Regions from separate parts of the Rattus norvegicus genome. Here region 1 is linked to region 2. Evidence: chromatin contacts called from public Hi-C data. All regions are on one chromosome and are shown on one strand. Each heading gives the region's core, a stretch centred on a gene start, on an enhancer-like site or on the middle of the called end of the contact. The rest is flanking DNA. Distances are from core to core; before and after follow the strand shown.

Region 1 (6,022 bases), core at 2,753-5,252, 59 kb before region 2:
AACCACTGTGGCAGGAACTTGATGAGTTCAGCAAAGAGACAGGAAGAGTCCTGATGTGTGAGTTAATAATGCTGTGCCTCCTCTGTGGGACCCTGAGGTAAGGGATCCCGAGGCTGCCTGGTGAAAGCAGACTGTGGGATAGGTGGTAAGAAGCATAGACAGAATACAAAGCATGGCCTGACACTGTGGGAAGTTGGCAAGGGGGAAGGGGGAAAGGCAGTCAGTCTACTGTGTCATGGGCTATGGAAAGTGTACTGACATAAGTAACCCTCTCAAAACAACAATACGCTGAACATACTTGACAGATTTTTCTGGAATAACCTGCTCTATAAACTCTAGGTAAAAGGGATTAAGTAAAATATACTAATATATATATATGTATGTATATATATATATATGTGTGTGTGTGTGTATTAACATATGTGTATATGTGTGTATGTTATGCTATTGCGTAGAAGACTGAATAATACCTCTGTAGGGATGCCTGTAACTTAATCTCTGGTGCCGTGAATAAAGAACTTTACATAGTTAAGGGGTTGTGATGATTAACAACCCTGAGATAACGGCCCCAACTGGGATCTATAGGTCTTTAACATGGGGCAGCCTTCCCACTTGGATTCAGACCATATGCAAGTGAAGAGAACATACAACACAGAGGTATTGGCTCTAGGGGTGATAAAAGAGGTCACAAGGTAAGGTGCCTCTTTAAACAGCAAGTGATATGGATATAGACTCGGCTCCAGAGCCTCAGAGAGGTGAGGAGCACTAGGGAAGCCTACCAGCTCAGTGAACCCTACAAGAGACTGCAGAGAAACAACCATTAGGTAAAAAATGTGTCACGTGGGTGGTGACCTGCTAGGACAACGAGAGGGGGGGACTCCACAGTACCAAACTCTTTGATGGGCTTTCTGTGAACCTGAACATGGTACAAGCTGTCTGTCTGTGTCTAAAAATACCTGTTTAACTGAGAGCCTAACCTCTGCGTTGGATTAATCTCTAAAACATGTTACAGTTGTAAGATAAAAGAACATCCTGTGTCATAGATCTTCAAAGATATGCACTCCGTGAGCATGTAGAACAGCCACAGGCCCACAACTCTCATGATGATGGTAGAAAATGGCGTCCGTTTACCAGAACTATTCTTGAGCTTAAATGGAAGGACATTCATGCCAACCATCCCCAACCTTTCTATACTTCTCTCCACCAACCTGAGTTCCAAAGTGTCTTTGACGTGGACTTCATGCTGGATATTGACGTGTTTCCTAGAATTTATTGTAGTTGTAAAATAATCGAGATTCAGGTTGCCAACTAAAACTTTTCTGTTTTAATCGCTGAATTAATTAATTGATTTGCTGGACCATGTGACATTTATTCGTACACCAGGCCTTATTTGGTATTATAGTGCTTTATAAAGAAAATAGGAGTTGAAAATTCTTCTTACCACTTTGCAGCAAAGGGGCCAAAACCACCACATCAAGGCAGCGCCCAGGAGCAGCAACAACACCAAAATAGCTATGATGGCTGCAATCCCGTTGGACTGTACAGGGAAAAGATAAACAATAGAAAGAAAGGTTTAAGGTCGAAACGTACATGTTCTTTTTTATCCTTTGAAGGAAGCACACCCTGGAGAAAAATGGCGAAACAGTATAAGCTGAGATTCTGTTCTACTCTTTTAAAAGTTATTAATGTATTTTTTAATTATTAATTCCTTTCTATTTCACTTCTTGCATGTTACATCGTGTGAAGATGGTTAGCAAGAAACCCAACATCTTCCAACATGCTGCAGACTGATTTAAATATGTCTTAAAAGAATGTGAAAACCACAGCTTTTGAAGATTAAGCAAACGGTCCGTTAGGGACTTTTGTGCACAGGCAACAATTTCATTGGTTCGAGTCCAATTTCTTCCGGGCAGAATTTCCCCAGGTTTTATGATGACTCAGCAGTAATTACTTTGCAATACTTGGAGGGTGAGGTAGATATAAAACACAGGTCGATAAGAGAAACAATGACTGTTGCTATGAGTGTCTCAGTGAGACTTCAGTCTGATAAGTCCTTCCTTCCACTGACTTCAGGTCATGCTTCACATATGACACAGGTTAAGACCTGTGCTTACATTTCTCCACTGTCTATCCGACAAGTCCCTCTACCCTCTGGGCACCTGCTCTGGGCCCTGCCTGTGAGCATCACTGTAGCAACCACTGAGTCATCCTCCAGGCCTCAGGCCAACTGTCTCTAGCAAGAACCCTTCCTAGGATTCTCCAAATGCCCACTGGATCAGACACAAATTTAGAAAGAATTTCTCTACATTTTAAAGGCAGCGTTTTTTAAATGGAATTAACTGTGAGGTTTGGATTTTTTAAGTCCATGTTTCTGTCATGACTGTGCATCTCTGAGGAAGTCAAGGCCATTTTTAATCAGCCTACCTCTCGATCCTCCTTATTTGACATTTACAAACTATATACCAAGAAAGTAAACTCCAAATCGACCGGACTCCACATGACACGAGTGTCAAAACGGATATCAACACTTTCGCTTTGTAAACAGAACTTTGCACTGACTTTACATGAGAACACTGTCTCTTCCAAACCCACCATCTCTGGGATCCCCAGGAAAACCATTTTCATTGGTCGTCTTTTGTCAGATTTGTTTGTTTTTAAAAACAGAAAGAACTCAGGGAAGAAAAACAAAGAGAAAGAAGTACTTGATGGAGAATTTTAGACAAACTTCTAAATACTGTCTTCTTAAAGTTAACAGAAGACGACTGAGTATAGATGAGGAAAATACAGGAAGCTGGTCATCCTTCCCCACAAGTTGCACACTTAAGACACAAACCACACCACCCCCACAGGCAGTTTACAGTAAGTGCCAAACTAGGTAGACAGGAATATATGGGAAAGCACTTCCAAGAAGTGGTTACATGGGAAACTGCAACATACTCTGAGAGAACCCTATGCATTCTTGGTCTTACCTTCAACAGCGGGATCTTGTGGAGATCCTCATCCCCCAGCTTAGGCCTAGCAACTCACACATATACTCTCGATGTGGCTGTGCTATACAACTTCACAGAGAACTCTGTGAACATCCAAATCTCCCCCCTTTTCCACATCTATACCCTTTTCACAGATGAGGAAATGCAACTGAAGGCCATGAATCAGCAAAAACTGTGTGGTCCGTTTGTTCTTCCTATGGGTATTCAATGAACAAGAAACTCACAAACCTGTGCTGACTTTTGAAATACTAAGTAGATGGGCACTTAAAATTCTTGATTTTTGTTTCCCTCAAAATCAAGGGCTTCTATTAGTAAGAATGACAAAAAGCAAAGCGTCGCCACAAAAGAAATAAACATTGAGTGTGGTGACGCTGTCATCCCAACTGACTCCAAAGACTGTCTGCTAAAATTTAAACTAGACTACGTGTGTTCTAAAGGACTAAGAATCTCACTTTCCTTTGTGTTAGGAAGCATGATGGGAAATAGAATGGAGGAAGCGATGGTCTCAAGCTACCTGACCTTGAGTCTGTTTGTACTTGTCCTAAACACGAGCTCGACTCTCTGTGTACAAATCCCAGCTTCTCCGTTTCCTCTGTTTTCATTGTCAGAGCTAACATCAGAGCACAGAGCGGTCGGTGTGGTAGAGGAAGTAATCTCATGGCTCGTATAACTTCATAAACAAATTAAGAAAAGGCCAAGCATGTGAGCTGACGCCATGGTGCGGACTTGAAGCCAGATGAGGAAGCTTATGCAATTTGGTCCTGTGATCCCTAAATCTTTGTCACGATCACAAACCAAAAGTTCCTCACTTTTACTCAGAAATGCAATCCGTAAACATCCAGTTGAAAAGTCCTCAAAAATATTCAACCCATGGTTGTCACTTCTCTTGGATTAAGTGGGTTCTATATACAGAACAGAAATCTAAAAATACTTCTAAACCATATATGAGGAGCCAGTACTATTTGCTAGAGTGTTAAATGGGTGCCAAGTCCACTGACTGGATGTGTACTCATGTAGCCCTTGGGTAATAACATGGACCTTGAGCAAAATAATGGCACTGTGAAGTCTGAGGAAGGGAGCTTAATAGATGCATGGGAGAACCTGGCAGGCAGTGCTTGAGGAAGGAGGAGCAAGTGGGGGAACTGCGGAGTTATAACAAACAGCCTTTCAAAAGAGAGAAGCCACTGTGGTGGAAGCCTAGGGTCTGAGAGAGTGAGTGGCACTTGAAGGGACAACAGAAACCACTGGAAGGCTGAGGCCCGTTCTCTGGTAAACATCACATGGGACTGGTGTTGCACACAACTCCAAGAATCACTTTGCAAAGCACTAACATTTGGACAGGCAGGAGTTTTCCATATCATCACCACCAAATGACGACTGTCACTCGGACACATCTGTCACCCAACAGTACCAAAAGGTAACTCTTCATATTCTACAAGATAACTAATTATCTTTCCCACACCTCAACAAAAAAAAGGGGGGGGGAAGACTCTAAATATCCTTCTTACTCCCACGAATTAAGCTCTTTGACAAAATGCTAGAGCTTTAAAATCTACTGAAATTTAATCTCGTCTTAATCATCTCCACCACCAGTCACCCCAACAGGACTACTTCCTTTCCATGCGTCTTCGACTACAGGGCTGCTAAGAGACTTGGTGTCAATATTTTCATCCTGTTCGTTTTTCACACACTGGCCAGAGGGGATCCCTGTAGGCATTAAGTGTGTGTCACTGTTCAAGCTTCTTTCCATAACTGGGAAGAAAGTCTCGAAGCCTCTCAGTAACTCACACAGGATCAAATGTCCTACACCCCCGTACACCACAGATTCTTCCTCATCAAGACCCCAGTTTTCCTGACATGTCTCCACTCCAGCGCTGACCACCAACTCTTCTTTAGAAACTGTCCTACCTCAGGCTTTGGCCATCTGGCCTATCTGCACAGAACCTTCCGGTAACTCATGGTCTTGAGAACTCACTCTGTCACCTTTCCAGCCTTGACTCAAACGTCATTGTCTCCATGAGACTCACCTTGATCCCTTATTCAATGTTTAATACTTCTATCTCCAGCTTTTCCACACTTCTCACATACCAGTACTCACTTTCCAAACAGTTTATTCTTCAACAACCTTGGGAACAAGTCTCCTAAGAACCCACCAGGCTCAGAGTCATTCTATCTCGGAGTCCATACAGCCAACTAGCTCTTGACTGCAAGACAGAAACAAATACCTGTTTCCATGCCTGCAAGGAAGAAAGATTTTTAAAAGGGAGGAGGGTGTGAAGAAGAGTGAGAAGGACAGAGGAAGAGTGTCATTTCAGTGAGCTAAGACCCGAGCGACTAACTTCACAGCACAAATATTTGTTAACCTCAATCAACCACATCCTGAGATGAGAAAACCAAAAGATTTCAACATCCGCAAAACCTAGAAGTTGCAAAAAAGGATTGCTGTCTACAGAACAGAAAGAAATGTTAATAAAATTATCCAGAGAGTTCAAAAGGCTCAAAGGCCTGTGTGGATACTTCATTTTTCCTACAACATTGTCTTACAGTGAGGAACAGATATCCCTAAGGGGCAACAGTGTATGCCTCCCTAATCCATGCATAAAAACATGATGTGGGAAAATGTTAAGCTTGCTATTTGGACTTTTGGAGGAAAAAAAGGATTTCTTGTGTTTTCTTTATTTGCTGGGCAGTCAATACAGTGTGTCCTGTTTTTATGTTCTACAAACCAATATCAAAGGTTTCTGTCTATATACAAAATTAACTAGTAGGGGAAAAACTGTCTCAGTGGATTTTATATTTTAAAATACTGAATTTTAGGTAATGCAAATAAATAACTCAACCAAAACATAGTTTCAAACTTCGCCATTACCAAGCTCTCAGAAGAGATTTCTTACTTACATGAGAAGGCACAGACTGAGTCTCCATGAACAAAATGACGATGTCACCTTTAAATACTCACTAGTAATTTCAAAACTTGATCAGCATTTTGGTTAGTAAATTCTATCTTCACAATAGAAAAAAAAATACTTGCA
Region 2 (6,649 bases), core at 2,161-4,660:
AAAATTCATCGTAAATACCGTAAATACTTAAATGTCTTAATACTTAATAATTACATTTCCTAATACTTCAGGCATTTAAGAAATCACTTTTTTTGATTTGGCACTGGAACTTCCCAATTTATCTTCCAGGATTCGGGTACGAATGTCTCTGAAATGTGGTCGTTTTTACAAAAGCACAAGCTAATCTTGCTCAGGTCTGAAACCGCAGATATGAAACTATGACACAAGCCGAAAGGTCAGAATTCTCTCCGAAGCCCCTAGCCTCTGTGAGCATTGTGCTTGTCGGTAGCCATCTTCGATTCATTTCCCACAATGTATAATTAGTAACTGAGCAACTATACTTGAGCCAGAGAACGGTGTATGGTATAGAAAGCCAACTTGCAAGCCAGAGTCAGTAAGAGCCTCGTTTTCTTCAGATGCTACACTGAAATAATCCATTGCTTCTGAATAACACTGTATGACACTCACAGCACATTCTGTGACTGAATCAGAAACTTATCAACAACTGTCTATTCCTCTGTGACAGTTACAGATATACGCTCTTGTTTATTTCTCTTTCCTCGATGGTTTCTTTGTTTTGTTTTGTTTTGTTTTTTTAACCTCAGACCCTGTCCGGAAACCAGAGTGTTCTCTTTGGCTCCTCCTGAAGTAGGAGACTGATGACTGAACCCGGACAGGCATACATTTTTTATAGGGATAGCTTCATTGCTGCCAATAACCAAAGCGGGGATTGCCTAGGCCTCTACAGACTGTTTGAAGTTTCTTGCAACATGACTTTCAAAATGTTTTGATCATCCGAGCCTGTTTTACAGAAAACATTTGGGCTAACGAGACTGAAGGAAGCAATATTTAATGACACAGCTCCTGTTCCTGTCCTTCCCATTATCCTGATAAACTTGCACTTGTTTCCTGGCATTTTTCTTTTTTTAGTTCCGAAAGAAAGAAAGAAAGAAAGAGAGAGAGAGAGAGAGAGAGAGAGGGAGAGGGAGAGAGAGAGGAAGGAAGGAAGGAAGGAAGGAAGGAAGGAAGGAAAGAAAGAAAGAAAGAAAGAAAGAAAGAAAGAAAGAAAGAAAGGGAAAGGAAGGAAAGAAAGGAAGGAAGGAAAGAAAGAAAGAAAGAAAGAAAGAGAGAGAGAGAGAGAGAGAGAAAAACAAGAAGAGGGGAACCACAAAGAACATGATATCCAAGGGTTATTTTTAAATAGGGACTGCCACTAATTCCTAGTTACTTCTAAATAAAAGAGTAAGCTGGATTTACCAGCAGCTACTCTTTTTATAGGCCAGGAAAAGCAGTGTTTGCCAGTCAGTGTTTGCTAGTGAAGCCTCCTGCATATATAGTGGGGTTGGGTTTTAACCCAGCCATGCACCCATGCATTGTGTGAACACAACTCATTTCTTTAAACATGCACACACACACACACACACACACAAGTGCTTTTCGGCTTGTGGGTTATTAGCATGCATTCATTTAAAGTTTCCCAACACTTTCTCCTTTTAAATGTGGACGTTTACAGAGCTAAGCGTGTGGAATTGAAAAATATGGTATGGATACTATTTGCATAAAAATGTATTTTTTAATGTGGTAAATTATGAGAAAGCATAACCCAAACTCAAAACAGATGAATGGTCAAAGAGGAAAAGACATTAAGAGTTGAAGATGTCTCCTCACACCTTGTGCCAAGTTTCTAGGAGCCAGATAAACTGAACATGCAAAAGTTAAGCTGAAAGGCTCGACAGAACACCATGCGTGAGAGAGCCACCTTGGGACCTGTAAAACTCAGCATTTTGATTTTGGGGAAGGTTTTCCTTGCAAAGGGTTTCAGCACAGGGAAACCTGGCTGTTTGTTCGGTTTCCCCTCCAATGCCAAGAAGGGTACAATGGGGAGACATACCTCACAAATCTCTCTGTCAGTTGGTGGACAAAATTGTAAATTTCAATCCAGTTATTTGCTACACTCCCAGACCTGAAAGAGGAAGATAAATTGATCAGAAAGACAAAACGTGGGTGGGCCTTAATGGCAAACATTTCTTCAGTTCTACAAGGCACATGATGGGGACAGAAGTGGACTGGGGGCCTCGCTCCCCTCTTCAAAGTGAAGTGCATGTTCGGGTTGTTCACATCCAGAGCTGAAACTTTAGTGTCTGGGATGAATCAAGGAAACCAGGAAGACCACACTTCTTTGGGGGCAACTGATTCGAGTGAGACCTGGCTTTTCAAAATAAAAACACAAGACCTCATTTCTCAGGAAATGCAAACCACATTGGGTTTGTTAAGGCTTTTTTTTTCCTGGCTCCCATGAAAGCTCTGTTAGCCGGATAAAATTGGCAAGCTTTAGAATGTCTATAGGGGTCTAGGGGAGTGTGATAAAGATGCCAAAGAGTCACAAAAGTTCCCTGGGATGAAACAAGCTGCAGGTGGCCACACTCCCATTTCCCAAGAGACTCCAGGGCAGAAAGCAGAGCATGCCCCTCCTCTGGAGAACCAAGTACCCCTGGACTATTTCTCTACAGCTAACGAGCTTGCTTTTGAGATGAACCAACCACATGCACACTAAGGAGAGTGCCCATTGCCTTCCCTGGAACGCAAACACACCTCAACTTCAGTCCTAGCGGACCCAGCTTGTCCTCCCTCCCAGGAGACCCTGACCCCACAGTCCTTCACTCACTTGTCCAGGACGAAGTACAAATCGAAGGCTTTTTTGCAAGAGGGCTGTTCCTGGGCTTGCAGCAACGACCCCGGACCGCCCACAGTCAACAGCCACAGGCCAGGGAACAGCCAGCTCCCAGGGCTCCGCGCCCGGGACCGACCTGCCACCATCCTGTGACCCGGGACCAGAGGCTCCCTTCGTCTCACAACCCCTCGGGCTCCGGGGTCTGCTACTGGGCTTCTCAGAGCTAAGACGAGAAAGAGGCGGAGTCACTGGGGACTCACCCCAGGGTCAGAGGCTGAGCGGGGCTGGGATGCCCGCTCCAAGCTCAGAGCCACCCAACAGCTGCCACCGAGGAGAGAGAGCGAAGTCCTGGGAGGACAAAGAGAGTCTCCGCGGCCGCCACAGCTGCCGCCGGAACTCTGGGCAAATCCCAGTGGACGGAGTCCAGTCCTCCCACTCCGGGTTCCGGAGAGTTGCTGCAGACAATGAGGCCCGCGGCGACAGCTCTCAGGACAAGTTCCTCGCAGCCTCCCGCCGAGTCTCCAGCGCCCACCCGGGAGTAGAGAGGCTGGCGTCTAGCTGGCGTGATGAGCAGTGGGACAGATGCCCGCGGACCCCACGATCGCCAGGGAAACTCAGCCGAGTCCTCCTTTTCCGCCTCTCTTCCTCAGACCGCCCAACTCCTCGCAGCACTTTACAACTTTCTTCTCTGCCCGGAACCTGGCGCCGTGCCGCAGGGCGAGCTTCTACAGCTGGGGATGCAGAGCGCCCGGGGGAGGCGCAGGACCCGGGGCAGCCCAGGCCTGGGGGGTGGGCGCTGACCGGTTTGCTCGTGCGAGCCCGAGGGCGGAGCAACGGGAGGAAGCCCGCCGAGCCACACAAGCACACTTATGGGTTCGTGCTGAGCGGCGGATGACTAACGCCTGCCCGATTTCGGAATGGAGAGAGGAGTTCTGAAAAACAAACGTCCTCTAGATACTAAACATACCCAACTCTTCCACAAGCCTGGCCCGGCCTAGTTTCCCCAGCTGTGCTGGAACAGCCCTCCGCGCGGTTTAGAGACTCAAGACCAGCTGTCTTGTGGACAGTGATGGCCTTATGCCTCATCCCTCCACCTCACCCCTCCGCACCCCTTATCCATCACACACCGACCTGGTGACACAGGCCTTCGTGTTTAAGAAAGGAGACTTCCTCTTTTTCTTCCATTCTTTCTTTTTTTTTCTACTTGATATTTTTTCCATTTCTCATTAATTCTGAGAATTTCATGCGACATGTATTGATCATATATATTCACCCCCAACACCTCCCTCTAATCCCTCTGGCATCAACCCTTCCTACACACAACCCTCACCTTGGTGTCCCTTTTCCTTTTTTTCCAGAACCCATAGACTCCAATTTGAGTAGTCCATATACACCTGGTCCACAGGGCCACCCACCGGAGTAGGTTTGACATACAAAGAGCTAATTCTTTCTTTCTTTCTTTCTTTCTTTCTTTCTTTCTTTCTTTTTTTTTTTTTCCGGAGCTGGGGACCGAACCCAGGGCCTTGCACTGAGCTAAATCCCCAACCCCAATGAGCTAATTCTTAAGGAAAACTACAGTCCAGCCCAGAAGGCATCAACTGTGCATAGCTCGAGGGTGAAGGGTGGGGTCTCATGAAAGTTTTCCCATCCATGCTAGCACGTGGACTGGCTTGATCTTCTGCAGGTCTTATGCGACAGTTTCAGCGGCTGAGTATCCATGCGTACAGCAATCTTGTCCTGTCCTGAGGACAGCGCTTTGCTCCGGTGCCTGACTTCAAGTTCTTGGAATCTTTTCACTCACCCTACTCCCACCCTTTCTGGATTGTCCCAGAATGTTAAGGAGGGCTTATGATTTATGTGTCCCATTTGTGGCTGAACGTTCCATGGGCATTCTCTTTGATTTGGCCATTTGTGGGTTTCTGCGTTAACTGCAATCCCCTGCACCAAGAAACTTGTCTGACGGGATCTAAGAGTTGTGCTGATCTACGAAGTAGAGATAAACGAATTCAGAGGGCCCTTTGCTTTGACGTCCATTTATTTGCCCCAGAGTAGTAGACTCACTTCTGTGACCCGTGAGCAACACAGCCAGACTTGGTTCTTGGCCAGACTTAGAGTATCAGATATGCTTCTTTTTGTGTAGCGGGTCTGAAACACAATCAGAAAATGGTTATTACCCTATAGCCTTTGTACCATTATTGTAGAAATGGTCACATCTTGCTTGCCATGCTAGTCATTCTTGTGGCTCGCAAGCCTCACTGGTAGGCGGGACTATTGATTGCTTTTCTTTCTTGGCCGCTTACATAATAATTCTAAGACTATAAGAACCAGACTGCAGAGAGACTACATCTAGGTCAGTTACAGATGGATTCCTCAAAGTCCTGTGTCCAAAATGCATAGTGTCTACAGCAATAGGTCTTGACATCAAGTTCTGGTAAGCAACCAAGAGTAATTTTAATAGCCTGTATTGATTTAGGGACTCGTTCGGACACCTGTAACTGACAACTTAAAGGAAGGTTATCTATCCCTCACCTGGCACTGGGCTTTTAATTTCCATCTCTCCCAGCAAGGGGCCAGCAATCACTTCTTTAGCAGAGAAAAGCACCTCGGAATATCTTGTCCCACTTCCACTGAGCCTAGCTATCAAGAACTTCACCTTGAAAGGGCTAGATAGTGGAGGAGATAAATCTGGGCAACTTGTAAGCATTGTATAATGTGTATATTAGCATGTACAATTTTATGGTTATGTTTGCATCAAAGAAGAAACTGAATAACAAGACTTCTGGGGGCGAGTTTATCTGCTCTTGCCAAAGTCCTACAGGAGCTGAAGTCTGTGTGCAAATTTCTGCTTAGATTCTGCTCTCTTCCTCCTCTTTCCTCTTTTCTCCACCACTGCCACCTGTGACTTCCGCTTTTGCTTCGTCAAGTAGCTTTCAGAGCTTTCAATGTCACCGGTGCACACAGGATGACTGAGGGGAGGCAGCCCCTCCTCCCTCACGTTTGAACAAGTCAGTGCTTCATAATAAGAAGTTCCTGTGGTCCTTACAGGCTGCCTTTTTTTTTTTTTGCATCTGTATTGTTTGTCACCATTTATATTTAACTTTTTATTTATTATGCTCTTGATTTACAGCCAGATATGTCAATGTCAGCTCTTCGAGGGCAGGAGACAGCCACTTTATAAAATATTTATTGACTACCTATGATGAACGACGAACTAGGAACTGTTCAGCTAATGCCCGGAGTTCATATAGTAAATGCCTTTTAGGAGACTTGCAGTTGAGTCTCCATCTTCAACTTTAATCCTAATCAAAAGAGAATTACACTTTGAGTACTTTTACCAACTAATACCATAGCAGTATATATAACTTAATAAAAATCAGGGGTGTATGAAGTCTCCCAGAACTGCGAAAGTGTTTTCAAGAAGCAATTGGAAGAGATGTGCTATAGTGTATTGCCTGTTGGTGAGATAATTGGCTCCCTTTGCCCCTGGTTTGTTGACCTGTTGCTTGTTCATCCTGTAGACTTTGATGTCTTCTCTTACACCCAAATTATAGCAAAATACACTCTGTCCTCGGTGCTTCCCAGATCACAAGGCCAGTAGAAGTAACTGACACACTAACCATGTTGCTCATGGTTCTTTGTTGGTTTGTGTAGGTGATGAGTACAGCATAGGACTAGAAGTCTTGCATTTCATGAGCTTGCTCATGCAAGATTGACCACAAACCAGGAAATGGCCTCAACCAGCAGAGATCAATAGTCAACCAAATCACTTTCGCATACAAAAAAAAAAAAATACTTACTAGTATTTGGTTATTAGTGTAACCAGCTGTCCTGATTCACTGCCTACTGTGGGGAGTCCAAGGACATGGGCTAAAGCTAAAACTAGGTCAGTCCCTCCTTGGGAGTGTCCCTGGCAAATGCTGCTGCTGACCACGCTTTTTCTCAAGCAATCATGAAGGAGATGAGAGCCAGAGTACACTT

Evidence for each region. Hi-C and Micro-C count contacts between places; a contact is called where the count stands out from the background.
Region 1: a Hi-C map of liver shows a contact between it and region 2, with 2.1 times the contacts expected there. The contact joins the enhancer-like site here to the promoter of Antxr2 in region 2. A contact is called at or near these places in 3 of 12 Hi-C or Micro-C datasets (kidney and liver).

The regions. Positions count from the first base shown.
Region 1 is chr14:11,902,266-11,908,287 of GRCr8, reverse strand. Antxr2 (ANTXR cell adhesion molecule 2) reads right to left here. Exons shown (of 17, transcript NM_001398916.1): 12 at 1,442-1,537. Among named protein-coding and RNA genes, the nearest start is that of Antxr2, 60 kb to the right of the region's middle. Within about 2 kb of position 4,002, at least 1 of the 93 cell types and tissues checked has an H3K27ac peak or open chromatin away from gene starts, as enhancers often do. A contact at or near this core is called in liver, where this site is marked.
Region 2 is chr14:11,842,535-11,849,183 of GRCr8, reverse strand. Antxr2 (ANTXR cell adhesion molecule 2) reads right to left here and starts at 3,410. Exons shown (of 17, transcript NM_001398916.1): 1 at 2,666-3,410; 2 at 1,892-1,963. The coding sequence starts at 2,817.